Regions from separate parts of the Mus musculus genome. Here all the other regions are linked to region 6. The links are chromatin contacts, called in public ChIA-PET, HiChIP or PLAC-seq and promoter capture Hi-C maps. All regions are on one chromosome and are shown on one strand. The core of a region is the stretch at or near the end of the contact, and the rest is flanking DNA. Distances in the headings are between cores, read along the strand shown.

What was found. Promoter capture Hi-C pulls out the DNA fragments that hold promoters and counts their contacts. ChIA-PET counts read pairs in DNA pulled down with a chosen protein or histone mark. HiChIP or PLAC-seq counts read pairs in DNA pulled down with a chosen protein or histone mark. Capture Hi-C pulls out chosen DNA fragments and counts their contacts.
Region 1: a contact with region 6 is called in a promoter capture Hi-C map of pre-B cells, with 2.0 times the contacts expected there. The contact joins the promoter of Tlcd1 here to the promoter of Taok1 in region 6. A contact is called at or near these places in 4 of 39 promoter capture datasets (the HPC-7 cell line, cranial neural crest, liver and 1 more), 1 of 484 Hi-C or Micro-C datasets (CD4 T cells), 4 of 115 datasets of contacts at active chromatin or transcription factors (effector CD8 T cells, embryonic stem cells, memory CD8 T cells and 1 more) and 1 of 9 other capture datasets (liver).
Region 2: a contact with region 6 is called in an H3K27ac HiChIP or PLAC-seq map of large pre-B cells, with 2.8 times the contacts expected there. The contact joins the promoter of Proca1 here to the promoter of Taok1 in region 6. A contact is called at or near these places in 3 of 39 promoter capture datasets (the HPC-7 cell line, cranial neural crest and pre-B cells) and 3 of 115 datasets of contacts at active chromatin or transcription factors (embryonic stem cells, large pre-B cells and memory CD8 T cells).
Region 3: a promoter capture Hi-C map of liver shows a contact between it and region 6, with 2.3 times the contacts expected there. The contact joins the promoter of Slc6a4 here to the promoter of Taok1 in region 6. A contact is called at or near these places in 5 of 39 promoter capture datasets (the 3T3-L1 cell line, cranial neural crest, liver and 2 more), 1 of 484 Hi-C or Micro-C datasets (B cells) and 7 of 115 datasets of contacts at active chromatin or transcription factors (embryonic forebrain, embryonic stem cells, fetal liver and 4 more).
Region 4: an RNA polymerase II ChIA-PET map of memory CD8 T cells shows a contact between it and region 6, with 6 read pairs. The contact joins the promoter of Pigs here to the promoter of Taok1 in region 6. A contact is called at or near these places in 1 of 115 datasets of contacts at active chromatin or transcription factors (memory CD8 T cells) and 1 of 9 other capture datasets (adipose tissue).
Region 5: a contact with region 6 is called in a promoter capture Hi-C map of liver, with 2.4 times the contacts expected there. The contact joins the promoter of Nsrp1 here to the promoter of Taok1 in region 6. A contact is called at or near these places in 7 of 39 promoter capture datasets (the 3T3-L1 cell line, the C10 cell line, cranial neural crest and 4 more), 4 of 484 Hi-C or Micro-C datasets (B cells, embryonic stem cells and natural killer cells), 8 of 115 datasets of contacts at active chromatin or transcription factors (embryonic forebrain, embryonic stem cells, extraembryonic endoderm stem cells and 3 more) and 2 of 9 other capture datasets (adipose tissue and liver).

The regions. Positions count from the first base shown.
Region 1 is chr11:78,176,128-78,180,867 of GRCm38.p6, forward strand. Tlcd1 (TLC domain containing 1) reads left to right here and starts at 2,531. Exons shown (of 4, transcript NM_026708.2): 1 at 2,531-2,929; 2 at 3,243-3,325; 3 at 3,413-3,495; 4 at 3,820-4,693. The coding sequence starts at 2,736. The coding sequence ends at 4,203. Mir7653 (microRNA 7653) reads left to right here and starts at 2,700; the gene lies at 2,700-2,760. Nek8 (NIMA (never in mitosis gene a)-related expressed kinase 8) reads right to left here and starts at 539. Exons shown (of 15, transcript NM_080849.3): 1 at 433-539. The coding sequence starts at 479.
Region 2 is chr11:78,192,490-78,197,105 of GRCm38.p6, forward strand. Proca1 (protein interacting with cyclin A1) reads left to right here and starts at 2,213. Exons shown (of 4, transcript NM_001368876.1): 1 at 2,213-2,465. The coding sequence starts at 2,384.
Region 3 is chr11:76,996,424-77,000,721 of GRCm38.p6, forward strand. Slc6a4 (solute carrier family 6 (neurotransmitter transporter, serotonin), member 4) reads left to right here and starts at 2,174. Exons shown (of 14, transcript NM_010484.2): 1 at 2,174-2,252. RefSeq lists promoters at 19-2,224, 1,646-2,224, 1,880-2,224 and cis regulatory regions at 130-151, 229-1,168, 1,646-2,096, 1,646-1,879, 2,073-2,080.
Region 4 is chr11:78,326,998-78,331,462 of GRCm38.p6, forward strand. Pigs (phosphatidylinositol glycan anchor biosynthesis, class S) reads left to right here and starts at 1,425. Exons shown (of 12, transcript NM_201406.1): 1 at 1,425-1,511; 2 at 1,735-1,874; 3 at 1,978-2,089. The coding sequence starts at 1,478. It overlaps Aldoc (aldolase C, fructose-bisphosphate), which reads left to right. Exons shown (of 9, transcript NM_001303423.1): 9 at 1-784.
Region 5 is chr11:77,075,328-77,080,218 of GRCm38.p6, forward strand. It overlaps Nsrp1 (nuclear speckle regulatory protein 1), which reads right to left and starts at 3,110. Exons shown (of 7, transcript NM_001012309.2): 1 at 3,052-3,110; 2 at 1,327-1,417. The coding sequence starts at 3,071. It overlaps Mir423 (microRNA 423), which reads right to left and starts at 2,845; the gene lies at 2,737-2,845.
Region 6 is chr11:77,605,270-77,609,607 of GRCm38.p6, forward strand. It overlaps Taok1 (TAO kinase 1), which reads right to left and starts at 2,546. Exons shown (of 21, transcript NM_001364134.1): 1 at 1,939-2,546.

The DNA of each region.
Region 1 (4,740 bases), core at 1,281-3,780, 570 kb after region 6:
CCACCCCACCTGGTGCACGGTCTCTTACTGTTGATAACTGCTCAAACTTCATTAACTGTTTTAACAATATCTTGTTTGTTTGGATCAACTACCTATGGGCTATGTTCGTAAAGGGGAAGTACCTCGCCTGTTTTGGTCATAACTGTAAACTCCGGGCAGTCTGACCTGTGCAGTTTACGCTTATTATCAGTTGAAGCAAAGAATAACCAATCTACAGGGAAAAACTATCTTCCAAGGGCACAGGCTGGTCTGGAGGGCGTGGTTTGGCTGTGGGCGGGGCCTCCCGCCTAAACCTAAGGACCGGATGCCTGGGCGGGGCATCCCATAGTGGTGCTCTGGCTTCGGGGCGGAGCCAACAGGGCCACGATTTCTTGGTCAGAATTAGGGCCCTAATTTCTCCCTTAGCATTTCCTCCCCAGCGCCCTGGCTCACCCGAAGGCACCTCTTCCCACCACTCGGATCCGCTCGTACTTCTCCATCTCATTTCTCAGTTACGCTTCTGGAATCCCGGTGCGGCGCGTGCGCGGACCCTCCCATCTGGGAGCTCCTCCTCCTTGCTGTAAAACTTTTGCAGGGCGGAGCCGGCGAAACGGGGGCGTCTGTCGAGTCCGGCGTCTTTCTCTGACTTTGAACTCAACCTAGAGGCTAAGTCGTGTTTCCCCAACGAGGGATCAGAGAATAGTCGTTCTGGGTTTCTTGACGAGTCCCTCAGTGCTCAGAACCGTACCAGCCACATCGCACACGCGTGACTTGGGCATAGGTAGTTAGACTGGAGCGATAAGGCGCCCACTTATGTTGCCCGGCAAAAAAACAAGATTGTTCTTTCAGAGGTCTAATGCGAGTGGAATGCGAAGATCGATACAGTCCCCACTGTCCGGGACGAGTTGGCACTACCTCAGAAAGATAAAGGGATTCTCATGATTGGCACGTAAAGTATAAACCACCAAAACCGAGCCGGTCTGTGTGGGGAGAGGAGCGGCGTTATTTGGTGTTTGCCGAGGGAGGGACCGGGAAAACCCCAGTTGGACAAACTGATTCACCTGAAGAGTACATGACGTGGTCTCTTGGTTGTAACAACTACTGAGCACAGTGCTCTCGGTTTCTCAGAATCCGCACAAAACGCTGCCGTAGGGGGACTCGGAGCTTTACTCAAAACTTATAGCGTCGCGGTAGGGGGAAACCCAGAGAAGGTTCTATGCTTCTGTCCAGAAATAGTGGGCTGGTTGGTATCGCTGCTAGGGTTTCGACCAGGATGAATGAAATCCTGACTTCTTCATGACGCCTGCAGCTCTAAGGGAGTTATAAAATGTCAGTATTCAGGAGGTGGTCCTTAGCTAACAACGTTCCTATTTCTCAGTGGGCGAGAGAAGGGTTGTTTATTTTTTGTCCCTGCCCCGCCCCAAACTAGCCTACGTGGAGGGAACCTGTGGTCACTGGCTCAGGCCGGAGTTGGCTGGGGAAGCAAAGAGGGAGTGCTGGGGTAAAACGCTCACACAAAACATTACATCGTGCTATCACTTAGTAACCGAATGGGCCTTGAGTGACCCTGGGGACCTCTGGGAGTTAATGTGTAACCCTGGAACCATCAGGGAAGGCAGCAAATACCCAAAAGGCATAGGTGCCTGGGAGTCTGAGCTTGGGCTTTTGCCCCTCAACATCTTGAAACACCGTTCTCCTAGTCCCCACTTTTTGCCCTCGTTGTCCACTTCCACCTCCCAAAGGCACACTCCCTTCATTCAGCACCGCCTCTGGGTTGCTCCTTTTCTCCTGGTCTGCCGATCCCGCTCCGCAGAGCAACTGCCTTACTCTCTGGAGTGGAGGCGGGCTTGGATCCCGCATCACAGTGAGGACAGACTGACACCTAGTGGCCAGAAGCCGCATCTACTCCAGGCCGCTGCCCTGGAGAGAGGGTCACCCCAGCTGTCTGGGCAAATCGGCAGCCTTCCCCGCCCCAGCCTCCAAGGAGCCAGAAGAGGGTTGGGACTGTCTGAGGGAGGACTGTGACAACCGCTGTGTTCCAGGAGCCCAAGAACGATGGGGAGAAGTGTGGTGATGGTGGGTGACTCAACAGTTCCTAAGCACCACTCGTGCGGGGCGCGGGAGAAGCAGGTAAACACGTCGATCCCGGTCCAAGAGAGGAATCGAGTCTGGGCGGAGCCGTGGTCTGAGGCGGCGCTCCTGAGCCCCCGGGTTTAGCGTTCAGCAGCCCGGTCTGTGCGACGGTCCCGCCCAGCTCTGCCCTGAAAGAGTTGAGAGAGGAGCGTTCTCGCAGAACCTGCCCAGGGTGTAGGAGCTGGTGGCGGCAGAGAAAGTCGGGAAGTGGGCTAGTGGGGCCGTACGCACGAGGGCGGCCGAGGACGCCTTCGGATGTCGGGAGGCGCCAGACAGGGTGCCTCGGCAACGATGGCGAGGACAGCCCCTTCGCGCTCGAAGTCGGCCGATTCCGGGCGGGGCCCTGGGGGACACCGGCCTCGCGCCCTCCTCGCGGCAGAGGCGCCCGAGGGGCGGGGGCAGGCGGCGGGGCGGGGCGGGGGCGAGGGCGGCAGGGGCGGGCAGAGGCCTCACTGGGAACGCGGGGAGGAGCGAAGGGGCCTTGAGGGCTCCGCGAAACTGTGGGGCTGGCGGCCCGCGGCAGAAACGATCGTGGCGCGCTGGCCAGAGAAGGAACGGTGTTCCCAGAACTGTCGGAGGAGACGGCTTAAGGGGCGGACAGACAGACGGCAGGAAGGGTCAGCATGCCCCTACTGTTCCACCCCGCCTGGCCGCTGCTCCTGGGCGCCACGCTGACCTTCCGGGCACTCCGGCGCGTGCTCTGTCGCCTGCCCCAGCCTGCACACGTGCAAACCGACCCCCTGCGCACCTGGCGTTGGCACAACCTACTCGTCTCTTTCACCCACTCCATTGTATCAGGGATCTGGGCACTGCTGTGGTGAGTGAACAACCCGGGGTAAATGAGATGGCCGTGGGATCTTTCGCGGGGTGCTCGGACTGGGCTCCCTCTTGCTATTCCCATCACGGGTGAACAGACGCCAAGGATCTCACCTGATTCCGTTTGGAAAACTACCCAACCAAGAACGGCTGTGGGAAACCCAAGGTACCTGGGCTTTGGCCAAGTCCCTCCTTACTCTTCAACCAGCCAATAGTAGGCGCACAGAGCACCCTGGGACTGGCAAGACTGTTGGGGGAGGCGAGGGTCCTCCGGGAGGCTACAACCGCGAGAACATCCCTTTTCTCTATTCCAGCTTATGGCAAACCCCTGAAATGCTGGTGGAGATTGAAACAGCGTGGTCAGCTTCTGGCTATTTGCTTGTTTGCTTCTCTGCAGGTAGGTTATGCCCAAGAAGGTTAAGATTAGATTGGAAGATAATTTCAAAGTGTTCAGTCTTTTCCTCTTTCCCTACCTCTCCACTAGGATACTTTATCCACGACACAGTGGACATTGTGGTTAGCAAGCAAACTCGAGCTTCTTGGGAATACCTTGTTCATCATGTCATGGTAAGGGAGAACCCGGTGAAATGACACAGGCAAAATCTTCACAACCCCTGGAGCCAGGGAGGGAGGCCATCTTAACCCAGCAGCGTCTGACTTCTAAGTTGCCTAAGACTCTCTCAATGTTTAAACACCTTCTGGGGACAGCAGAGTGCCTAGGCCTATCTACTATCTAGGTAAACAGACCAGGATGTCATACAGAGTTAGACCCTCGTGGACAAAGTCTAACGCTAGTGAATAAAGAAACCTTAGCAGTAAAGTTGGTGTTCCTCAGCTTCCGACTGATATGACCTGTTTTCATGGGCCCTTGTTCTGTCACTTGTCCCCTAGGCTATGGGCGCCTTCTTCTCTGGTATCTTTTGGAAAAGATTTGTTGGTGGTGGCGTCTTAACACTACTGGTAGAGGTCAGCAACATCTTCCTCACCTTAAGGATGATGATGAAGATAAACAATGCTCAGGATCTCCTCCTCTACAAGGTCAACAAGTATATCAACTTGGTCATGTACTTCCTCTTCCGATTGGCCCCTCAGGCCTACCTCACCAAGTTCTTCCTACAGTATGCTGGCCAGAGGACCCTGGGCACATTCTTGTTGGCCATCCTGCTCATGCTGGACTTGATGATAATCATCTACTTTTCTCGCCTCCTCCGCTCTGATTTCTGCCCTGAACGTGCACCCAGGCGCCAACAAAAAGACAAATTCTTGACTGAGTGAGAAAGTAGAACCCAGGACTTGTAAAAGGGATGGCAAGCACAGCCAATTGCTCTGTAACATAAACTAGTACTCTGCCCCAAGCTTGGGTGTATTCTGGGGCCAGCCTTTCCACCTTAAGCTTACACCCACACTATTGAAAACACTAATGAAAGCTCTCTGAAGTCCTGTTCTTGGGCAAGGGTTGAGGGAAGCAGACCAACCGGTTGGGCATGGCTAAATGGGTGAGGACAAGACACTGTCCAAAAGCCTGCCAACCCATACTGCCCTGAAATGGATGCTGACAATTCTAAAATAACCCCTCTGCTCTTCCAAACCCTGGTATTGGTTTCACACCAGCCTGTAGCAGGGAAGGAATTCTTGTAAAGCTTGTCCTTTGAGCCTGTGATGGAGCAGTGTCCCAGGAGAACCAACACCTGTCTATAATAAATGACCCTGGTACTGAGCTAGCATGGGGACTGCATCATCATGTGTCCCCATTGGGTTAAGCAAATCAAGTCTTAATTGCTCAGAGCTGAGAAAGCCCTGGGTTTGATCCCA
Region 2 (4,616 bases), core at 963-3,462, 590 kb after region 6:
GCTCCTAAAACAGGGCTCACACTGGCTGACGTCTCAGAGATCAGGTTTTGGAGACTAACTATATCTTCTAGATTCTCTGGGTTAAAATCTGAGTAACTACCCTTTCCTTGCTGTTTTCTTTCCTCTCTGTCTCCCTCTCCCTTTCTTCTTGAGGTAGGGTCTCTTGTAGGCCAGCCTGACCTCAAAATTACCATGTACCTAAGTATTGTGTGACTGTGTCCCTAGAGAGACAATCTATTTGTCCCAGATAGAGAACTGATGGTAGACTAAAGGATACATATCTAAGTCCAACTTGGAGAAGCAATGAGTTTAATTGGGTTACTTACAGGGATATGGGTGAGGGGCTGCGTACAGAAGCAGAAATGACTCAAAGACGGCTGCATCACCGAAAGCCACTCCAGTATGAGTGACAGTTTATGAAAGCTGGAAATGAGGAGCACACTGCACAGCCTGCGGACAACTGGGCAGATCAGAGGGGCTTCCAGCCAGCTCAGCTTGTCTGAGAGTGTCTCTCAAGCAGTCCTGACTGCTTAAATATGCTTGGGGGAGAAGGGGTCTAGTACACCTGCTCAGTTTCAGGGATTTCCTGAAGCCTTTGAGTTGTTTACTTCCTGAGCTTAAGGAACTTTCCTGAAGGGGAGAATGTTTGATCTCCCTGCAGAACCGGCTGTGTGACCTTTCTATCATGAAACACTCAGAATTCTGAATAGGACTTTGGGTTATGATCCTCCCCAGAAATCCTTCACTGCACTTTCTGTACTACAGGAGCCAGGCCACTGGTACAGACACTTCTGGCTCAGTCCCAAGTCCTGTAACCAACACATATGACATCATTAACAACAGGGTCTTACCATTCAGTTTTGGAATGTTGCTGACAGCAGTGGTAAATAGCCCTATTGTTCTAGAGGCTTCCCTGACCAGCAACTCTAAGGAAGTAATCCACCCTTACTACTAGGGGGTTATATTTATTTATTTTTGAAACAGGGTTTCATGGTCAGCCCCAGGTGACCTGAAACTCAGAGATCTGCCTGCCTCTGCCTCCCAACAAAGGCACACAGGCCCATGCCACCACATCCGGCTTTCTCCCCTACCCCCCCCCCTCTTTTTTTTTTTTGAGTCCTGATCTTGGCTCTCCTGGAGCTCACGATGAAAATCAAGCTGGCCTCGAACTCAGAGATCTACCTGCAAGTGTGTGGATTAAAGGCAAACATCACCATGGCCAGCCTATCCTCTGCTTTTTGAGGTACACCTATTCTGGCTTTGGAAGCTGATTGGAGGTAAACTGAGAGATGTGACGTGAGGGATATCTGTGAAGCAGCTCTCATTCATTCACATCGTCTTGTACAGAGTTGGTTAACCCAGTGTGCATGTGAGAAGTCACCTCAATACTCAGTTCTCCCAGGGGCCTGCCCGAATGTGTAGTCCCATGAGGTGCATGTATAGGACAGTTGCACATATACTTTTTTGTTTTGTTTTGTTTTTGTTTTTCGAGACTGGGTTTCTCTGTGTAGCCCTGGCTGTCCTGGAACTCTCTCTGTAGACCAGGCTGGCCTCGAACTCAGAAATCAGCCTGCCTCTGCCTCCCGAGTTGCTGGGATTAAAGGCGTGCGCCACCACCACCCCGCACACATGTACTTCTTATGTTAGATCTGTGTAGACTTTTGGCGTCATCGTGTGTGATATACGAGTGAAGTGTGGACGCTGTGTTTGAGCAACGTGAAGGTTTCCTACTGGGATGGAGTTACCACGAATGTAAGTCACCTTACTTTCTCAACAGGAAAATAGGGCACTGTGGGGCCTAGGGATTGGGAGGAAATCTGAAGGGTAGATCTGAGGGGGATGGGTCTGGCGATCCGGGGTTAGGGGGCTTTAGGGTGTACTATACACAGTGGAGGAGGGACTTGTCACCAAGGAGACGCAAAGCCAGGATACCTGCAAGGACATACGTTCATGAAGATTGGTCCCTGGCTAACCTCCAGAAGGCGTGGCGGTCCTGGTGCTAGAGCTTGAATTTGGAAGGGGCGGGGCCAGCAACTGTTGTGGGCGGGGCTCTGGGCTAGAGTTTTCTAGAAGCAGGGACCAGCAAGGTGCTAAGTATGGGACTGAGTGCTGGGTCTGTAAGGTAAAGGTAAAAGCCCGTACTGGCGTTAAGGGTGTGACGAAGGGACTGGAAGGAGCTGGAGATCCCGGATGAAGAACCCGACTGACGCTTAGACCCGGGCTGGAAGACCTGAGGGGGGGAGGCGGGCGGGGGGTTGGGCAAGCATGAGGCGGAGCTAGGGGCTGGACTGGAGCTTACAGCTGGGCCGAGGGCTCGACCAAGCTGAGGTTCAACGTTGAACTCTGCGAGGTAGGGTCCTGTGGAAGAACTGGGCTGACAGCGATGTGGGTCAGGACGACAATAACGGTTAAAAGATGGACTGAGGAAAGGTCTGGCCGCAAAATTGAGAGAACCGAGAGAACTGGTAAGGGGCGGGGCAGAAGGATGGGGGCGTGGCTGGGCGTGGCTCTGGAAGTTTGCTTGACTTGGCTTCCTCCCGACCCAGGCTCAGCTCTTGAGCATTAGGCTGCAACCTCTGGCCTGGGCTACCGCCCCAAAGGCGCTAGGGTTCGGTAGAACCCTTGGCCCAATGCTCATCTGGGCTCCAGGGCTGGGCGGCCAGTTCCATTGACCTTGAGGGTGGGAAAGCGTCTGAGTATTCCACAAGTGACATCATAATCACCTCCAAGTGCCTAGCTAGGAGACATTTCCCAGAACAGGGCTCACTGGCCTCTCTTGCACTCTCCTCTCTCTCTCTCTCTCTCTCTCTCTCTCTCTCTCGCTCTCGCTCTCTCGCTCTCTCGCTCGCTCTCTTTCTCTCTCTCTCTCTCTCTCTCGCTCTCTCGCTCTCTCGCTCTCTCGCTCTCTCGCTCGCTCTCTCGCGCTCTCTCGCTCTCGCTCTCTCTTCCTTTTTCTTTCTTTCTTCCCTCCACACACCTTTTGTTTTGTTTTGTTTTGTTTTTTCGTTTTTTTTCGGGACATGGTTTCTCTGTATAGTCTTGGCTGTCCTGGAACTCACTCTGTAGACCAGGCTGGCCTTGAACTCAGAAATCCCCCCTGCCTCTGCCTCCCAAGTGCTGGGACTAAAGGCATGCGCCACCACTGACCGGCTTTTTTTTTTTTTTTTTTGTCCCTCCACACACATTCTTTTGGCTGCTCTAGTGCCTGTCCTCTGGGCCTCAAAGGAAGGGAGGGGTTTTGCAGGATAAGGAGGATCCTCTACAAATAAATGTGCATTTTGAGTTAGGTCCCTGCTACCTGTCCCAACGAAGAGACCACATGCTTTTCTCTTCCTTTCAAGCTATTACCATCTTCATTCTGCCACAGGAGCTCTGGACCGACTGCCTTGATCACCGCTCCCCTCTGTCCTCTTTGGACAAAGAGGCAGACTATCTCTCCAAATCCCACTTCTCGTTGATCCTTCCTGTTTTCCCTCCCAAACAGCTGATGTTGTCAACATCTATTAGGAGTATTAGTGGAAGGCAAACAGGCTTCAGCCTTGCATAAAGCCTGCTAGAGTGACAGGAGGAAAGGAGTCCAGTGCAGTTTGAGCCTGGCCTAGGCACAGGCCTTTACTGGAATAGCTTTAGGATTTGAGCGCCACAGGGGAGGCCCTGCATCAAGATCAAAGAAAGGAAATCAGAAGTGAGGAATCCGCAAGGTGGGGATTAAAAGCAAATGTTTTGGGGGTGACAACTGGATAAGGCAGGAGCTGAATCTAGTTTCAGGGCTTGGCCTTGGAGCTGTGGCATAGGGTACTTAGCTTAGGATATGTGTCTCCTTAGCCAGCAAGGCACACTGGCTTGGGAGCCAAGAAGACCAGCTTTTCTGCCTCTGCTGTCACCTTTCATCCTGAGCAAATTACTTAGTCACTCTGGGTCAGGGTCCCTCAATAAACAATTTAGAATCAAAGTCATACTTTAAAAGCCCACCGTAGGGTCCAGCATTGTGAAAGTGTATATCCTGGGAGATTATCTCCCCCATTACAGCTCACAGGAGTGCTAGGAGCTGGGCTTCCAGCTTACATGTAAGAGTGCTTGCTTAGCGTGTGTGAGGCCCTGGAGCTGACTCCTAGACACTTCCTCCAAAACAGCCCCAGTCAAAATAAATAAAGTAAGCAGAATGGCTCATGTCAGTCATTCCTGTACTTGGGAGGCTAAGGCAGGATTTACCATAAATTCAAGGCCAGCCTTGGGCTATATGAGGAATTCTAGGCCAGCCTATGGCTTTGTGAGATAGTCTCGAAAATAAATATATAAAAAGATAAAACACAGTACCCAGGTTTGAACCTGGCATTTATGTATTTCCAAGGGACATTGAATGTATACACTCAGTCAACCAACAATGACTGAGCAAGTTCCATGGCTCTGAGCATATAAGTAAATGCAGGAATGTCACAGTTCTAGAACTATGGCAGCAGGTCCATAGGCACATACAACACACAATTCCACTTGGACAGTACTGGGGTTAGTCTGCTGCAAGGCCTTGCTGTGTAGCCCAAGCTAGCCCTGTGTCAGCACACCGAGTTCTGGGATTACAGCTGTGTGCCATTATGAGCAACAGCATTTTCCCAGAG
Region 3 (4,298 bases), core at 924-3,423, 610 kb before region 6:
CGTGTCTCTGGGATGGAGCTAGCGAGTGAAGAATGCCTGGCAAACCTCCCCTCCATCCAAGTCTCCTCAGCCCTTCTGCCGGCTCTGTAGCAGCGTTCCCTAGCCCAGTGCAACGCCTTTGTGGGTGTCTGTCTTGCATTTCCTCCCTGTGTCCCTACCAAGTGTCAGAAACGGGAAGGAAGGCAGGATGTGTGGGAAGGCAGGGCGGCATTGCCAAACAGCTCTGCAGGCAGAGGGACCAGGTCTGCTGAAGGGACTGTGGGACAGACTGGGCTAAGTTGCTCCTCCAGAATTGCCTCCAGGGCAAGAGGAAAAAAAAATAGTTGGAGGGAGGCTAAGTATGCACTCTGGCCAGGGGGCTGTGGGGAATGAGGTGTGGGCATGGTTTGGGCAGCTGTTAACAGTCCTCAGCAGGGAATAAGAGATGAGACCACCTGAGGCTAGTCTCAGCTGAAGTGAAGCATCTGCCGAGAGCCTCTCCACACCCACACACACCAGTCTGACCGGACCAGTGCTATCATTCTCCAAGACAAGGCCTAGGACACTGTGGTTAAGAGTCTCGTCCAACCCACAAGCAGAGGGTTTGAGCCTCTATCTATCTCATCCTGTTCAGAGAAATGTCACCAATACTCAGCGCTCACAATGTGGCAGTACTACTAAGTAAGGGGAGGCAACCGGGCAGGAGGAGCAAGGCCCTGGGAAGGTCGGCAGTGAGCCGGTAAGACTGAATCCGCATGGGGACGGTCAGATTGGAGACGGGAGTCTTAGCTGATGCTCAAGTCCGCCCTGCTCCTCTGTCTGCCTGGACCCCTCCTCAGAACAAACTTGTTCTTGGGCAGCCTTGTGTCTGCACAGGAGTTACAGGCACGGAAGGGAGACAGCAGACACGTGTGTTCATTGAAAGGGAGGGGCCCAGTGAGGACCCTGGGACCCTGGGGTTCTCCGGGTCATGGAATGGCCAGGCCTGCCTAAGGTCAGCTCCCCCAGCCAGTCCGCTCCCCCACATCGCTAGGGCCGCTCCTTGCATTCCCGGCCCTGGAGCCTAGGTGGCACCAAAGCCTCGTACTGGTGATCCCTGCGGCCGGGAACCGCCCACACCTGCGGACAGTGAACCAACCAGCCCTTCCTGGTGCCAGCGCAGCCCAGCTGCGGCTTCTGATGTCTGGGCTCGAGCCCCTCTGGAACAAAGGGGCGCCGGGGCTTTCTCGCAGACACCGAACTCGCCATTACTACCTCTTTTCTAGCTCTCCCTCACTCGCTTGGCCGGATGAGAAGAGACAGGCTGGCCGGCCCGGGTCCTGACTTCTCTGCCTCAGACACAGTCCAAAATAAGTAACATATCTGCTCTTTAAAAAAAAAAAAAAAAAAGCTCCCGTAATTTTGGTGAAAAAAAGAATGTGATAACATTAAATTCATTTTTAAGCTGTGTGTGTGTGTGCGTGTGCGTGTGCGTGTGTGTGTGTGTGTGTGAACAAAACAATCTATATAGACTTGAAAACAGTGCTCCTGTCGAAATACTGAGCGGCTTGAAAGGCTGGTAGTTTGTCCAGTGCCCAACCCCACAGGCACAGGCGGGTCCGCGGACCAACACCGATGTTCTCTGCAAAATTTTCCTCCTGTGGCTAAGTAGCACTCTCAGATCCTCCCGGGGGTGCTTATTGTAGGCTGCTATCGGGATGGGGAGGTTCCCGACTAAGCTCGCATTCCACCTAGAGAACCCAGACAAAGTCAGGAGTCCTTGGAAAGACGGTCCGCAATCGGCTGTGGTCAAGAAAGAATGCTCTTAGGGAGTGACACGGAGCAGGACCTTAACGTAATTTAGGGCAGATTTGGTAAGGGCAGAAGTGAACCTCGTTTTGTACAGCATCCTCCAGCCACACTAGTCCAAAAGCAGAAGAGTCAGATCCTTCGCCCTGCCCTGCCCTGCCCGGCCCTGCGCCCTGGCTGCTGTATGTGCAGGAATGAGTGGGGGGCTCTGCCGCCCTCCCACCGGACAGGGAGCGTGGACCCCGCCCCTCCCCCCCCCCCCTCCAGCTGCGGTAGCAGAGAAACAAAGTTCTTCGGTCTCAAAGTGACGCAAAAATTCTTGCGGAGCTCTTTGGCGGCGGCTATCTAGAGATCAGACCATGTGAGGGGCCGCAAGTACAAATAGCGCGGCGGGCGGCGCCACTCCAGCGGCCGCGCCGGTGCCTCGAGGGCGCGAGGGTCGAGCCGCCTCCGCAGCCCGGGACCCGCCGCCGCGCCTCCCGCAGGTGGGTCGCTTTCCCTTTCTTCTTATTCTTTTTTTCTCTCTTTTTTTTCTTTTCTTTTTTGTCTCTAACCCACGCTTCTTTCTAGAAGCCCTCGGTCCCCGCGCTTGACTGCCTGGATTTCGGGTGCCTTTGTCTGCACCGCGCAGGGTCCTTTCGAGGGACCCGATGGAAACCCTGGAGACCCAGAGCTGGCCCAGCGCAGCCTCGCTTTTTGGCAAAAGTTGCTGTAGTTTCCAGCCGTGATTCCGTGCTTGGGCTTTACTTTTGAGACAAGGGCTGGTAGGTGGCTTTATGCAAAGACGCTGGCAGACACAAATGCCCAAATAACCAGAGAAACCTTTGAGAGACACTTAAGAGGGTCAAGCCTCTCTCTGTGCGCTCGAATGGTCTCACTGCGGAGCGCGAGCCGACTCAGACAGCTCACAGGCCATTCAGAATTTATGGAAGTACCAGTGGGCTGTGCTATACTAAAGTGTGTAACCAACAGTTGCTGGAGGCGGGGGTGTTTCTAAAAGGCTGGTTGGTGGCCCGAGATTTTTTTTTTTTCGCGTTTGTGTGTGTGTTGCATATTGAATTATTCTTTTTAGTTAAGAGTGCTCAAGAATTTGAAGGGTGTGTATGTATTTTTATGATCATTTTTTTTTGTCCAGAAAAAATGAACCAGGTCAATGGATTATTTATGGACCTGCTAGCTCTCATCGTAGTAAGGGGAGAAATCAAATATTTAATGTGTTTTCAGTTACATGGGAAACATGTCTGAGAAAACAACAACACTGGGGTTTGTTTAAAAGTAATAGAGAGCCAAGACAGCGTTGGAGGCTGTTGGATGGACATGGAGGGGGAAACAGCTCTGACTATGGCCCTTCACTTTTTCGTGGAGCTGTGGATAGCTTCCTTCTCCCACCCTGGTCCCCAGCGAGAGGTACTGCTCCAGAAAAGGCTGATGGGCGGGTTCTTCTGCAGTGCAGGCAATATCTTACTTGTTTTGGGCAGCTGTGAGGCTTGAATCCAGGGTCTTTTGTACCCGGAGCAGACATCGTACCACTAAGCTACATGAAAAGTAGGGACCTAGCCTGGCAGTTAATCTCTGAAATCTCCTGGGTTGGAGCCTTGTAGAGACTTTGCATGGTAAGAAGAGAGAAAGAAAGACTGACTCTGCCCTGTGTGCTAAGGCATACTTGTACTGTTCAGGCGTTCAAGGTTGTCTTCAGCTTCTTAGCTAAGTCAAGGCTAGCTTACACAAGACCCATTTCCAAAGCAAAACAAAGCCGACCACCCCCAAGCAGCTTGTTCATTTGGGTATGGAGCTTTCCTTACTAAGCCTGAACAAGAGCAAGCTGAAACTCCTCCTCAGTAAACCTGGGATTCATGACACTCGGTTGGCCACATTTCAGAGTGGGAATTCCCAGCCTGGGCACTCAAGACTCAAGTCTGTTTCAGTTTCCAGTTAAAGAAAAAAAAAACCATATTATATATTTCTATATGGATGATATGTAACAAATATATATCCCCAGGGTGAAAAGGGGGATATATTAATATCTTAATGGAATCCACGATGTTTTGGGAAATTTTAGAATCCTATGAGCATTTTGATGGAACTTGGATTGGGGAGCAGTGTGTGTGTGGGGTGCATGTGGAAGAATTTCCCTGATGGGTGGTGACTGTGGAGTTTAGGGACATGGGTTGGGCTCTGTGGCAGGCTTACAAAATACTCTGGGTGCCCACACCCAAGAGAAACACGGGTAGTTCTGGAAATAAAGCCAGTTCACAGCCATCTCTAGGTTGTACTTGCTGAGTAGCACCGTTTGGACACACAAGGCAGTCGGAGGAAGCTGAGTTTTACTTTGGATTACTGCTTTGACAGACTTAATTCTTAAAATGCCAATGGCCAGGTGGGTTATTGTGCAGTCATTTCATGCTGGGAAGGCAAATAGGGCGTTAGCTGTTTTCAGTAACACTGGAGGTCCTCTGGGGCTCATGAACCAAGGCTTTGAGTAAGAGGAAATAGAGGGACCTTGGAAACAATGTTCAAGCTCTTGTGGCTAA
Region 4 (4,465 bases), core at 175-2,674, 720 kb after region 6:
AGAGGAGGGTACAGGTCTTCCAGGGACTGACACATTAAAGGATCCAGCAGGATGAGAAACTCCATTTTGTGCAAGGCTCAAAGGGGACAAGCAGGGATCAGAGTGGGCCAGTTCTCCTCCATCTCTGAAGAATGTGCACTTAGGTCTTTTCCAATAAGGAAACCTTCCAAGCCTCGGGGCTACAGAGCTGAGTGTCTAGAAGCTTGCCAAGGGCTATGACCCACTTCCATGTAGAGAAGGGATTCATCGGAGGGTTCTGGACTTGTTAGAACTGATAGGGCTTTGTGGTGAATGATTACCCCTGGGCTAGAGTGTGAGGTAGGGTGACACTAGACAGATGTGCACTGGAAAAGTCATTGATGTTCTGCTCTGTGTGGCCTGACCTTATAATCAAAGCAGCTAACTCAGCAATTTCCATATGCTTCTGCCAGGCACTGTTCTTCTAACCATTATTATATGCATTAACACAGCTCTGTAAAGTAGGTACCATTGTACTTTTCATAGGAGGAAACAGGCTTCAAAGAGAGGCTGAGAGGCTATTTAGGATTCGAACAGCAGGCATTACTATATAGAGGCTGTGCTCAGGAATTTTTCAATGAAGCATCCTCAATCGCTCGAATTGGAATCGATTTTTAAATCCTAGTCTATAGTCTCGGCTAGTTGGGAGGCTGAGGTATCAGACATTAGGGACAGGATCACTTTAACCCTCTGGATCGTATAGGGAGATCTGTCTCAACATTAACTAAAATAAAATTAATCACATAGTAGCCAACCATGCTAAAAAGTTACCGTTTTGTCAGTTTTATCTTTAAGCTTTGAAGAGCTGGTGCTCTGAAGAAAAGACCTATGTTAGAAATGACATTAGGGGCTGGTGAGATGGCGCAGGGGGTAAGAGCACCCGACTGCTCTTCCAAAGGTCCGAAGTTCAAATCCCAGCAACCACATGGTGGCTCACAACCACCTGTAACAGAGATCTGATGCCCTCTTCTGGTACGTCTGAAGACAGCTACAGTGTACTCACATATAATAAATAAATAAATCTTTAAAAGAAGAAAAAAAAAAAAAAGAAATGACATTAGAAAACTTTTCGGGAGTCAGGTTCTTGATAAGCTCGACTTCATTTAAGTAAATATTCCCCTTCCGCTGAACGTGGTGGTGCATGTAATCCCCTGCATTGGAGAGGGCCCAGAGTCCGAGGCCAGCCTGGGCTACATGGAGATTATCGCCTTCTCTAAACTGGCGTTGTAGAGCTAAACAGTACCAGGTGCACTCAATGAAAAGCCAGGGTCAGATTGAAAGTGTAGCCGAGCGCGTACCCTCTCACGGGCTCCGCCTGCGCACTGGCGTGCGTCAGCAGTGTTGCTCGTGATTGGCAGCGGTCGCGCACCGTGGTCCCGCCCCCTCATTCTGGAGTTTCCGATTGGAGAAAGCTCATGAGGCCCCGCCCCATCGGCGACCTGGGCAGCCGGAAGGGACCATGGCGGCCGCAGGAGCTGCGGCCACGGACCTAGGTGCGGTGGATTTCAGGTGGAGGGCGCAGTGGGGAGGTCTCGCGGGCAGAATGTGTGGGTGGGGCGCGAGAAGCCTGACAGCTCCCTCCAGCCTGGGGTTGGGGGTCCGCCACGCGGGAGCGGCTTGCTCGGGGTTCCCGGCCGCCCGCACTCCTCCACGATCCCGGTGTGGCGGGCATCGCACCCTAGTTCCCGCGTCTTAGTCGGCCCTCTGTGCCCTCAGAGGTGGTCCGGGGCAAGCGTTCCGCGCTTTTCTTCGCCGCGGTGGCCATCCTTCTGGGACTGCCGCTCTGGTGGAAGACGACGGAGACTTACCGGGCCCCATTGCCTTACTCAGACATCAGTGGGCTGAATGCTCTGCTGGTGAGACTGGGTGGGGAGAACCGGGGCTGGGGGACCGGGGGGCAGCCCAGCTGTAAGGTGCAGACATTGCTAAAGACCCCGATGCCCCTCATCCCTCGCGCAGCTCCGGCTCATGGTGCCAGTCACAGTTGTGTTTACTCGGGACTCTGTGCCCCTGGACGACCAAGAGAAGCTACCTTTCACCGTTGTGCATGAGCGAGAGATCCCTCTGAAATGTGAGTTCCCATGAAGAGGTGTCAGGGCTGCTTTTTCCATCTGAGCCAGGCCCAAAACCCAGAGTTGGAATGCATAGGAGGGGCGAGGGCGACTCATAACTTACTTTAAAATGTTTTATTACATTTACTTAGTGTGCGCGCGCACATGTATGTTTGTGTGGATGTCTGTGCTGTGGAGCATCTTGTGGAGGTCAGAGGATCACTTGCGAAAGTCATTTCTCCTCCCACCATATGGGTCCTGGTCTTGGGGATCCAACTCAGGTCATCAGGCTTGGTATCAAGAGCCATCCGCCTGCTTCCCCCAAATCCTAAGAAAAGAGATCTCCTTTGGAATGTTCACTTGGGGGTTTGTGTTAGTCTAAAGTACAGTGCCTGTCCTTATGACAGTGATTTATGTCATACGGTAAATTATGCCACCTTATCCTTAGCAATTGATACCCATCAGTGCATAGGGAAAGCAGGTTGTAGCTGAAAGAAAACGGGAGTTTGAAGTTACATCGGATGTGTATTCAGACCTTTGTCATTTTAACATCACACACTGTATTGTTAGGCACTTTGTTAGGTACCAAGAACTTGAGGGTGAATAATAAATTGGTAATATTTTAAAGATGTTTATAGTTAACATCAGAAAGAAAGAAACTAGCAAAATACTGTAAGGCAGGAGGTTTGGTCTCGTGGTGGAGTCACGGGAGAGCCTGAACTCCATTCTCACCTGCCGGGGAGTAGAAAAAGGTGCAGAAGGGCTTGGGCAATGTGATTTTTGAGGTTGGGTGTTTCTGGCTTTTTGAGACAGGGTTTCTTTGGGTAGCCCTGGCTGTCCTGGGTCTTGCTGTGTAGACCAGACTTGCACCACACCTGGCAAGGACTCTGATCTTTATTGGATGCATAATCTCATGTTCAGTTTTGTTTTTTCATCAGTATTTTTTTTTTTTTTTTACTAAATGATTTAGGTTTTATTTCGGTTTCATGTGTTCTTTTTTTTTTTTTATTTTAAATTACGTATTTTCTTCAATTACATTTCCAATGCTATCCCAAAAGTACCCCCCCCCTACTCCCCTACCCGCCCATTCCCATTTTTTGGCCCTGGCATTCCCCTGTACTGGGGCATATAACGTTTGCCTGACCAATGGGCCTCTCTTTCCAGTGATGGCCGACTAGGTCATCTTTTGATACATATGCAGCTAGAGTCAAGAGCTCTGGGGTACTGGTTAGTTCATAATGTTGTTCCTCCGATAGGGTTGCAGATCTCTTTAGCTCCTTGGATACTTTCTCTAGCTCCTCCATTGGGGGCCCTGTGATCCATCCAATAGTTGACTGTGAGCATCCACTTCTGTGTTTGCTAGGCCCCGGCCTAGTCTCACAAGGGACAGCTATATCACCGTCCTTGCAACAAAGGCTTGCTAGTGTATGCAATTTTTTTTTTTTTTTTTTGATGTTAGAATGTGATCTTTGGTTCTAGAATTAAAATAACAATTTGAGAGTCATCAAGGACCTTTTATAATTCCCTCGCTTGCTTCTCAGCAGCAGCTGCTAACAGGACACAGCTTCCCCGGCACTCCTTCAAGCACCCTTTGTTTTTTGAAGCAGCAGCCCCTGGTGTTTAGAACGATTCCTTTCTAGCTCACTCTTTAAATCACTTTAGCCACCTGTCTGGTGGAGTATGGTGGTGCATTCTTTCAATCCCAGATCTCAGGAGGCAGAGGCAGGTGGATCTCTGAGTTCCAGGCCAACCTGGTCTACGTTGCAAGTTCCAGGCTAGCCGGGGCTCATAGTGAAACCCTGTCTCAATAAAAAGTAAGTGCAATATTAAAGCCATCTAAACTATCTGAGCATTCCTTAAATCTCTAGGCTTCACTCTACATTTCCATAGCTAGTGCTTTTTACAAAAGTTACTTATAATTTTATTTCTTTCTTCTAGTTCACTTTTTGTTTGCTTGTTCTTTTATTGAGACAGTGTCTCCTGTATATCTCTAGCTGGCTTCAGACTTGTGTCCATTCTTCTGCCTCAGCCTCTTGAGTGTAGGGATTACAGATATGTGCTGCTGTGGCTGGCATTAGTTTCTGGCTCACAGTGAGTAAGCTCAGATGCCATCACTTGGTGCAGCTTTGGGTTCTTTGCCCAATTTATGTGTGGCATCTTGCTGAATTGTCCCTGGGTTAGCAGTTTCTCACTTGATTCTCTTTTTTTTTTTCCTTTCTTTTTTTTTTTTTTTTTTTTTTTTGGGGGTTTTCGAGACAGGGTTTCTCTGTATAGCTCTGGCTGTCCTGGAACTCACTTTGTAGACCAGGCTGGCCTCGAACTCAGAAATCCACCTGCCTCTGCCTCCTAAGTGCTGGGATTAAAGGCATGCACCACCACGCCCGGCTGTGATTCTC
Region 5 (4,891 bases), core at 1,860-4,359, 530 kb before region 6:
AAAGCTGGGATGGCATCACTAAGTAAACTATAAACATAGTACTCAAAAACCTACTTCCGTATGTAAAGTTGACATTTCATACAAACAGTGCAAGATATTCCACAATCTGGGCTCAACCTGTTACAGCCTCACTGCCACATTTCTTTGCTCTACACATTCTCTTCTCTAAACTTATCACTCCATAAAAATGCCTTCTACTTTATGTTCTTTGTTCTCTCTCATCTGAAATGATCTCCACTTTTTTTTTTTACTCAAATCTAAACCAGCTTTGAAAGCTGTCCAAATGCCTATTCCTGCCTGGGTATTTCTTCAGCAAAATGAGCGGTTTTGTCCTCTCTATTTCACTAACATTTTAAAGGTCTATTATCAAAATAAAGCAAGAAAGAAGAATGGGAAAAAAATGTAGATTTTAGAATTTGATAGACCTGTGCTCAAATCTTATTATTGCATCTATTTGCTTGTGTGTATGTGTGTGTGTGTGTGTGTGTGTGTGTGTGTGTGTGTGTCCACACAGGGGCCACGACATACAAGTGGAAGTCAGAGGACAAACTGAGAGTCAGTTCTCTCCCTCCACCCAGACACTGAGCTCAGGCTGCCAGGCTGGATAGCTGGTGACTTACGGTCGGAACCATCTAATCCGTCTGCTGTGTTTGAGCCGTGGTCTTGCCATTTATTTATGAGCTGCAAGGCCTAGTAATGGGAAAATTCCTTAACCTATTTGAATTCCAACTTCATCAGTAAAATGAAAGTAATAGAGGGTAATTGTGAAGATCAAAGTATAGTAGGCACAGAAAAATCCTCAGTTATTTTTCTTTCCACATTTCAGCCTGCCTCAGTGTTTGCATGCATCTCTGTCGATGAACTCTAAACTGGTTGAAAGCGACATTATGCAGATGGCCTTCAGTTTACAACAGAATTAGATCCTACAAAGCCTAGCCACGTACCCTAAGTAACAAAGACATGTAACACTGCTAGGTACTGAATCACGGGCCTTTAATCCTGCACACAGAGGGCAGATGCAGAAGCAGGCAGAGCCTTATGAGTCCAAAGCCAGTTTGGTCTACACATTAAATTCCAAGCCAGCTAGGTCACTGGTATTTAAGTGACTATAAAGAGTGTACCAAACTATCTAAAAATGACTAAGTTTATGGGGGGGGGGGTCATCTTTGGTCATACAGAAAATAGCAATTGAGTGCTTTTTAAAGGTTGTTTTTTTTTTTGAAGGGTCTGTAAAGATACTCCAGAACCACTGTACTGATAAACAAAGGTGAAGACAAATTCACAAGCAGTTTTTAAAATACATGAGTTAAGCATAGGGCCCCTTACCTCATCGTCATCAGAATCACTCCCAAACACTGACGGTTTCTGTAAAACTCGGTGCAACGGCTGTGTTTTCTTTGGCAAAATAAGCCCATACCTGCGTAATTTTTTTTTGAAATAGAAATCGCACCATTATCTTTAAATAACATAAACATTTAAAGAACATAACACATCCACTACTTCTTCCTTATGAACTTCCCAAATCAAAACATGTCATACAACCTATGAACACATAATGGACTAACCGCTTTGCAACGACCTCAAAATTCTAATGTCATTTTATAGTTGTTATTATTATTTGTCTACCTGGGCCAAACTCAAAACATTTTTACTAAAGGAGAAAATGAAGACTACAGCAATGTTTTAGATAGTGAAGTGACAGGAATCCTAAACAGGCTAGTGGTTTTTGCAAACTTGCTAAAAACCAAAATGTTCTAAACTGTCCTCTGATTTTTTTCCCACACAGTAGCTAAGATCTTGAAAAATTGACTAAGAAACCCACGTAGAGATTCGGGCAAGTCCCCATTCACTTATTTGGCTCAATTGCTTTTGTCTGCGAGCAAGTCACCATGGGGGCAAGTTCCCATCCGTCCACTGGGCTCGTTTGCTTTGCTTCAGCGCCTCTGAAAACCATCACCACATTTTTTTTGTAACTAGATATTTTCTTTATTTACATTTCAAATGCTATCCCAAAAGTTCCCTATACCCCCCCCCCCGCCCACCCACTCCCACTTCTTGGCCCTGGTGTTCCCCTGTACTGGGGCATATAAAGTTTGCACAACCAATGGGCCTCTCTTCCCAATGATGGCCGACTAGGCTATCTTCTGCTACATATGCAGCTAGAGACACGAGCTCCAGTGGGGTACTGGTTAGTTCATATTGTTGTTCCACCTATAGGGTTGCAGACCCCTTCAGCTCCTTGGGTACTTTCTCTAGCGCCTCCATTGGGGGCCCTGTGGTCCATCCTATAGGTGACTGTGAGCATCCACTTCTGTATTTGCCAGGCACTGGCATAGCCTCACTCAAGACAGCTATATCAGGGTCCTTTCAGCAAAATCTTGCTGGCACATGCAATAGTGCCTGGGTTTGGCCATCACCAGATTTAATACGTTTCGTTTCTCGAGGTTTTGGCTTTAAAATGCAAAGGCCACGGGACATGCTTGGCACTGCAAGGTTTACACGCCCAAGAATAAATTTCCAGGCAGGTAAACCGTATCTGTGTCTTTCCCGGCAGCGAAGACCAGTTTCCTATATGCCTACTCTTTTCTGTGGCTTCTCAGCACCACACTCGTAACCCCAGGAGGGAGGGCGGGAGGCTGGTCTTGCCTGAGCATCTGCCAGGGAGAACGAGGCCCTCAAAGGCAACCAGGAGTTTCTCTTCTCGGTGCCCCTGAGCGCATCCAACCGGGAGAAACTCAAGCGCGGGGTAGGAAGCAAGACTGAGGGGCCTCAGACCGAGCTTTTGGAAAATAGAAAAGTCTCGCTCTCTGCCCCTCAGCCTAACTTCCTTTATTTCCTCACAAGTTTCTCAAACTTCGGGCTTGCAACCTGGAAAAATGTACCGGACGGGGGGTGGGGAACCTAAGTGGCTCGGAATTCCTCGCCTTCTCCCGCCTTTAACCGGGGCGGGGGTGGCCCTGCACTTCCGGCGACCTCAGACGCCTCGGCCTAAAGACTCAGTCTCCCTGGCTTCTTACTCCCCAGCCGGACCCTAACTTCCCCATCACTCACTGCCTGCCCGGGATCGCCATCTTGTTCCCGTCTCCGCTGGACCTGGTCGACGCGGACGTGACGAGACGCTGACGCCGACGTGTATACGCGCACTTCCGGTTCCGGTACTCGCTTAGCCGCTGAGCCTACCGCTGTGTCTTGCTTAGGATGCGGCTCGGCTCAGAGTCTTAAAGTCAGGGCGGGGAGGCGATGACCAAGTTCTAGTCCAGAGAGAGGCTCGTGGACCGCGCTCCGGGGACGAGCCTCGTCACTGGAGATAGTGTTAGAGTCACGTCCAACCGCGACGCCTGCTGAATCCGGACCGAGTCGGAGTGGGCCCCAATTATCTGAATTTAATGAGTTTCAAAACGGCTCCCTACACATCTATTGCTTTGTTTTGCTGCTCAGTGTAGCTGGCTCTGAGTGACTAAAAAAACCGAAAAGCCATAGAACCTCAATGTGAACTGATTATTTTATTTAAATAAAGCCTTTCTATATAATATAACCCTGACTGTCCTAGAACTCAAGATCTTGCTGCCTCAGCTTTCGGAATGCTGGAAATGCAGGCACCCTCGCCGAGAACTGATATTAGCAGTGCAGTTGTTTGAGACCATCTTGCTCTATAGTCCAGAATATCCTTTTGCCTCAGCCTTCTAAATGACAGTAACTCATCACAAGTGTGCCACCCCATTTTAAAAGACAAAACCTGGCTACATTTCATCTGTGCATCCACCATTTAGAACTAGTGTTGGCAGCCAGGGCTATACAGAGAAACCCTGTCTCGAAAAACCAAAAAAATAAAAATAAAAATTTTTTTTAAAAAGCCGGGCGTGGTGGCGCATGCCTTTAATCCCAGCACTTGGGAGGCAGAGGCAGGCAGATTTCTGAGTTCGAGGCCAGCCTGGTCTAAAAATGAGTTCCAGGATAGCCAGGGCTACACAGAAAAACCCTGTCTCAAAAAACAAAAACAACAACAAAAAAATTAGAACTAGTGTTGGTGTCTGGGAATTACCGTACAAACCACTCAGACACCAATCTCAGTCTAATAGAGATTAAATATCACACCCCAAGACTGAAAAATCAGGTCCACAGACCAAACTCAGGAGCTGACTGTGGCATTGAGTTAAGATCCTATAGGGCTTTTAAGCCTAAAATCCACAAACATCTGTGCCAAGTTACTCCACCAATCAGGATTTAGAGTTAGGCAATTTCATCAGAAGCATTTTTTTTTTTTGTACACTTATCCTGTTCTCATTAGTTGAGGTATTCAACTGTGGCAGAGGACTTGCCTAACATTCATGTCTTAACTTGCCAACCAGGACATCAGTTATCCATGTACATGCCTCTTTCTACCAAGTAGGATGTCAATTCCCTGGGATGTCTTAGGTAGGAACTTTATTCAACCCCTGCTCAAAATGGAAGTTTTATTCCAAATGGCTTCTTATGTTGGGGTCCATCCCAGGAGCAGCTTATAAAAGTAAAAACCATATACATGTGCTCACGTTTGGGTCCGAGCTTAGCGTGGCTAACTATACAAAGCAGTTCTAATTGCTTGTGATTGGTTTTCAAGAAACTGAAGCACAGAACATCCTAGCAACAGCAGTGACAGCATATAAGATTCCTTAGTAACAGCACAAAATGGCAGGCTAGACAAGTAACAGTTACCTAGGCCCTAACATGTTACCCAGGTCCTAACAACTTATAGTAACCAGCTATAAAAAGGCTGCATAATTGTTTCTCTGATCTGTCTCCACCCACCCCCATATATTTGGAAGTCATGTGGACATGTGGGATAGTGGTGTCCTGTTACAATAACTCTGGTATAATTAAGAATTGAAACTGAGATCTGGGTTTATGTTTC
Region 6 (4,338 bases), core at 1,296-3,795:
AAGCAGAAATGTCCATGTTTTGAGAAAAACATAATGCAGCTTTCCTAAATACTATGGAATTAAAAAAAAAAAAAAGAATTTAGGACAGGCATAGTGGCCCACACATTTAATCCCAGCACACAGCAGAGACAGGCAGATTTCTTGTGAATTTGAGGCCAACCTGGCCTACATACCAAGTTGCAGGCCAGCCAGAGAACTCACTCAGCACTGAATACACAGTATAGTGAGATGCTGTTTCAAAAAAAAAAAAAAAAGTTTAAACTGGAATATGAAGGCACACACCTGTAATTCTAGCACTTGGGAGGTTGGAGACAGAGTTATCAGGAGTTTACAGTCATCCTCAGCAACCAACAGTTACACTAGCCTGGGCTACATGAGAAAGAAAGAACTTAAGTCAATGCCTAGCAGTACTGCTATATCTTTAATACTTGTATTCATAATTTTAAAATAACATATTAAGTAAAGCTAGACACAAAATTTGATGTTAATAAAATATCAAGATAATTAGCATAGTTTAGCAATCTTTATTACTGCTAATATTCACATATAGAACAGTTTTAAAACACTTCACTAGTAAATCTAAACAATTTAAAAAAAAATGGACCCAGGTGTGGAGACTTCACCTGTAATTCCAGCACAAAAGAGGGTGAGAGGCAGAACTGCTAAGTTCAAGGCAGTATGAATACAGAGTCCCTACCTATAAATCCGGGAGGATTATACTTCAAGAGTCTGCTAAAGATGAGAGAAAAAGTAAAAAGTATATATCAAGACTTCTTCAGGACTTGAAGGCTAAGTTTTTGTTTCAAAAGGCACTTACCAGAATGCTAAAACTGTTATTTCTGCTTCTACTAACCACAAAAATCAACAAGTACTACTGCCAAGACAAGATGGTTTCTTTTAAAATTAGGATGACATGAAGCAAAAAAGAAAAAAATGAGTACAGAACACAGATCATAACAGAATTGGGTGCATCACCTTACATTTCCTTAAGAAGGAATATCTGCTACATGAAAGTTTGTAACAATTTTCAGAGACTTTCTGTATCAATGTCATGCAAAATATTATTAACCTTAAAAAGTCACAGCCCGAGGCAAACGTCTGATTATATGAGTTTCAATGTAATAATTTCTAATAATTCTCAAAGAACTACAAAAGCCAAAGGGGACCCTTTAACAGTTCATCCAGGAATTCTCCCCTCTCTCAAAACAGAGTAAGAGAGACATCAAAACTGTTCTAACACGAGGCCATATCCCAACAGTAACAAGAGCGGACATACTTCCCATGGACATATCTCAGGGGAATATCCGAACAGTACTGTCATCGATTTAAAAAGCAAAGGGAAAAAAAAACTAAGCTCTCCAAGGGAAGCGCCATTGCTCCAGCCCCCCACCCCCACTTCTGTGTATGCATGGGTATGTGTACGAAGAAACTGACTTGTACTCCTGCAGCACTGCAGTAGACTAGAAGATGGGGGGGGGGGATGCTTCCATCACCCCTTACATTAGAAAGGTACAGACTTCCTTGGGGAGGAGTGGAAATCATCCAGTTGGCTGTCCAGAGCATTCTCCATTCCCAAGAATACAGACGCTACAAAGGAGGAGGAGCGGGAGCAGAGACCAGAAAGGGACCTCGCGCCTTTAAATCGGGGTGCACGTCAACTCAAATCTCCCTAACTAGAGCCACACCTTCTTAGAAACATCCCCTTCCACCACCTCTTCCGGTGACCCTTAGGAAAAAGGAATGCAATTGCTCTGGCCCCTCAAAACAGGAGGGCGCCCAGCTCACCAGTTTCTTCACCCCACCCACAGATTCACAGACCCTCCCTGTCTCCCTCCCCCACTCTATCCCCGATCTCTTCTTTCACCCGGAGAGGCCTGAGTGGGCACAATCTCCCCGCCCCCTCCATGTCTTCCTTTCCCAAAGCAGAGGTGCCCTTACCCCTTCGCCGGCAGGTCTGGGGCAGAGCAGACGGGCGCAGACCCCTGGAGCGCTCCGGTGGCCGCAGCGCTGGAGAGCGAGGAGTGAGGAGGAGGGGGCCCGGCGACAGACCGCCGCCCCCCCCCCAGCCACCCAGCCCAGGCTCTACGACAAGGGGCCGGGGGGAGGGAGGGGGGGACGAGGGGACGACCGGGGTCGAGGAGGCGCCCTTAACGCTCCGGCTCAGTTAAGATGGCGCGGGGGAAGTGCCGGGAGTCGCCGCCGCCGCCGCCTCGGGGGAACCGGACCGGGGCCTCGGCCGCCTCCGGTCCTCCCAGCCGAGGCCCTGTCGGTCCCCCGCCGCGGCCCCTTGGCGGGCGGGCCCACGCGCACCCCTCCGCCACCACTACCACCCCTGGGAAGGGGGCGCTCACAAAGAGAAGAGAGGCCGCGGGCCGTCGGGCCGCGGGGCGGGGTCCCCGGGGGCCGAGAGGCCTGGGAGGTTCGCGACTGCTCCGCGCTCTCAGCCCGCGAAGGGCGCAAGGCGAGTGGGACCCCTCCTCTCTCCTCAAGCGGGCGGCGGCACCGGCTCACTCTCTTCGCCACCCTCCCTCTCTCCTTCCAAGCCCTGAAGCCACAGAGCTCGGCCGCTGCCCAGGTTCTCTCCCCCCCCCCTTCCCGACACCACTCCCCTCCTCCCGACAGACATCTCAGCCTCAGATCTCGCGAGAGTTCTTGCCTGACAGGCCCGACCCTGCGCGAGACAGGACAGTATGCGCGCGCGGGCGCGGGCGCGCGGGCGTCCTCTCGGGAGTGCGCGAATACTTAAAGCTGGGCGGAGTGGCCCGAGTGGCCCGAGTGGCCCGGAGTGCTAGGCTTGGTCCAGTCCCACCCTCAGCTCGCCTTCGCTACGCGGGCGTCAGGTGCGTGCTAGTCAGTCCCGGAAATCCTGGGGAGAAGAGCTCCGCGCAGTCCTTCCCTCTTCCCACCTCCAGAACAGCAGCCTCCCACTAATACTGCCAAACTGAAACTTTGCTCCAAAGTGGAGAACATCTCATTCCTACACACACCTTAGTTGGACTCCTCGTGGGACTCAGGGATAAACTTCGCAGCATAATCACTATGTACCTGCGTTTGTGCGGTACTGATGGTTAGTTTGGGAACGGCAGTTAAAGACTTTCATATAAGCCATATTTGTGATGGAAGAAAAAGAACTTCAAAGGGCTTTGTAGACTTAGAGTAAAAGATCTTTTTCAGTATAAAAGAAGCAAGTTGGCCAGTAATCAGGAAGCAGAGGCAGGTAGATCCGAGTTCTAGGCCAGCCTGGTCTACCTAGTACATTCTGGGTTAGTCAGGGTTACACAGTGAAACCCAGTCTAAAAGCAACAAAGTAAAGTAGTCTATGTAGGAAAGAGGTAAATCTTAGCGTGGGTTTAGAAACAGTTTTTTAAAACACATACACACACACCATCTTCAGTCACCCCCGATCTAGTCTAGGACTTTAGCTAGAACAGACTGTAATTGTTATTGAGGATCTAACAAGTGACCTGGTAGTGATGGGTCACACCTGTATTCTGTAATCCCACCCAACACAAGAGGCTGAGGCAGGAAATCATGAGCCTGAGTTAGATAGAGGCCAGCTTGAGCTATACTTTAACAACCTCTCTAGATATTGACAGAGAGAGAGCAAGAGCGCAAGAGGGGGTTCAGAAATTAAGAGCAAGTTCTGCTTGGTCTTGCAGAGGACAGTTTTCCAGCACCCGTGTAAGACAACTCAAAACCAACACACACACACACACACACACGTTAATTAAAATCTTTTTAAAAAACAGAAAACTCAAAGAAGAAAAAAGAAAAAAAGAAGAGAGAAAAAATGAAAAAAAAATTAAAAAAAAAAAACAAAAAGAAAAAAAAAACAAAACAACAACAACAAAAAAAAAAGCCAGAAAACTCAGCTAGGTATGGTGGCGAACGCCTTTAATCCCAGCACTCAGGAGGCAGAGGCAGGTGGATTTCTGAGTTCGAGGCCAGCCTGGTCTACAAAGTGAGTTCCAGGACAGCCTGGGCTATACAGAGAAACCCTGTCTCAAAACAAAACAAAAAAAAAAAAAAACAAAACAAAAAAACAAACAAAAAAACCCACCTCTTTTAGCGGAGTATGGTGATGCACAATTTTAGTTCTAGTACTCAGGAAGCAGAGACAGGAGGATCTCTGTAAGTTGGAAGCCAGCCTGATCTACAAGGCAAGTTTCAGGACAGCCATGGCTCCATAGAGAGACCCTGTCTCAAAAAAGAACCAAATATATATATACATACAAACACATTCATACAGACACAAAGTGTGTGTGTTCCTAGTGTGGTGTCCTATGTACCTCTCCCAGTATTTTGTTGTTTGTTGTGGATGCAGGAGAATCAACAGTT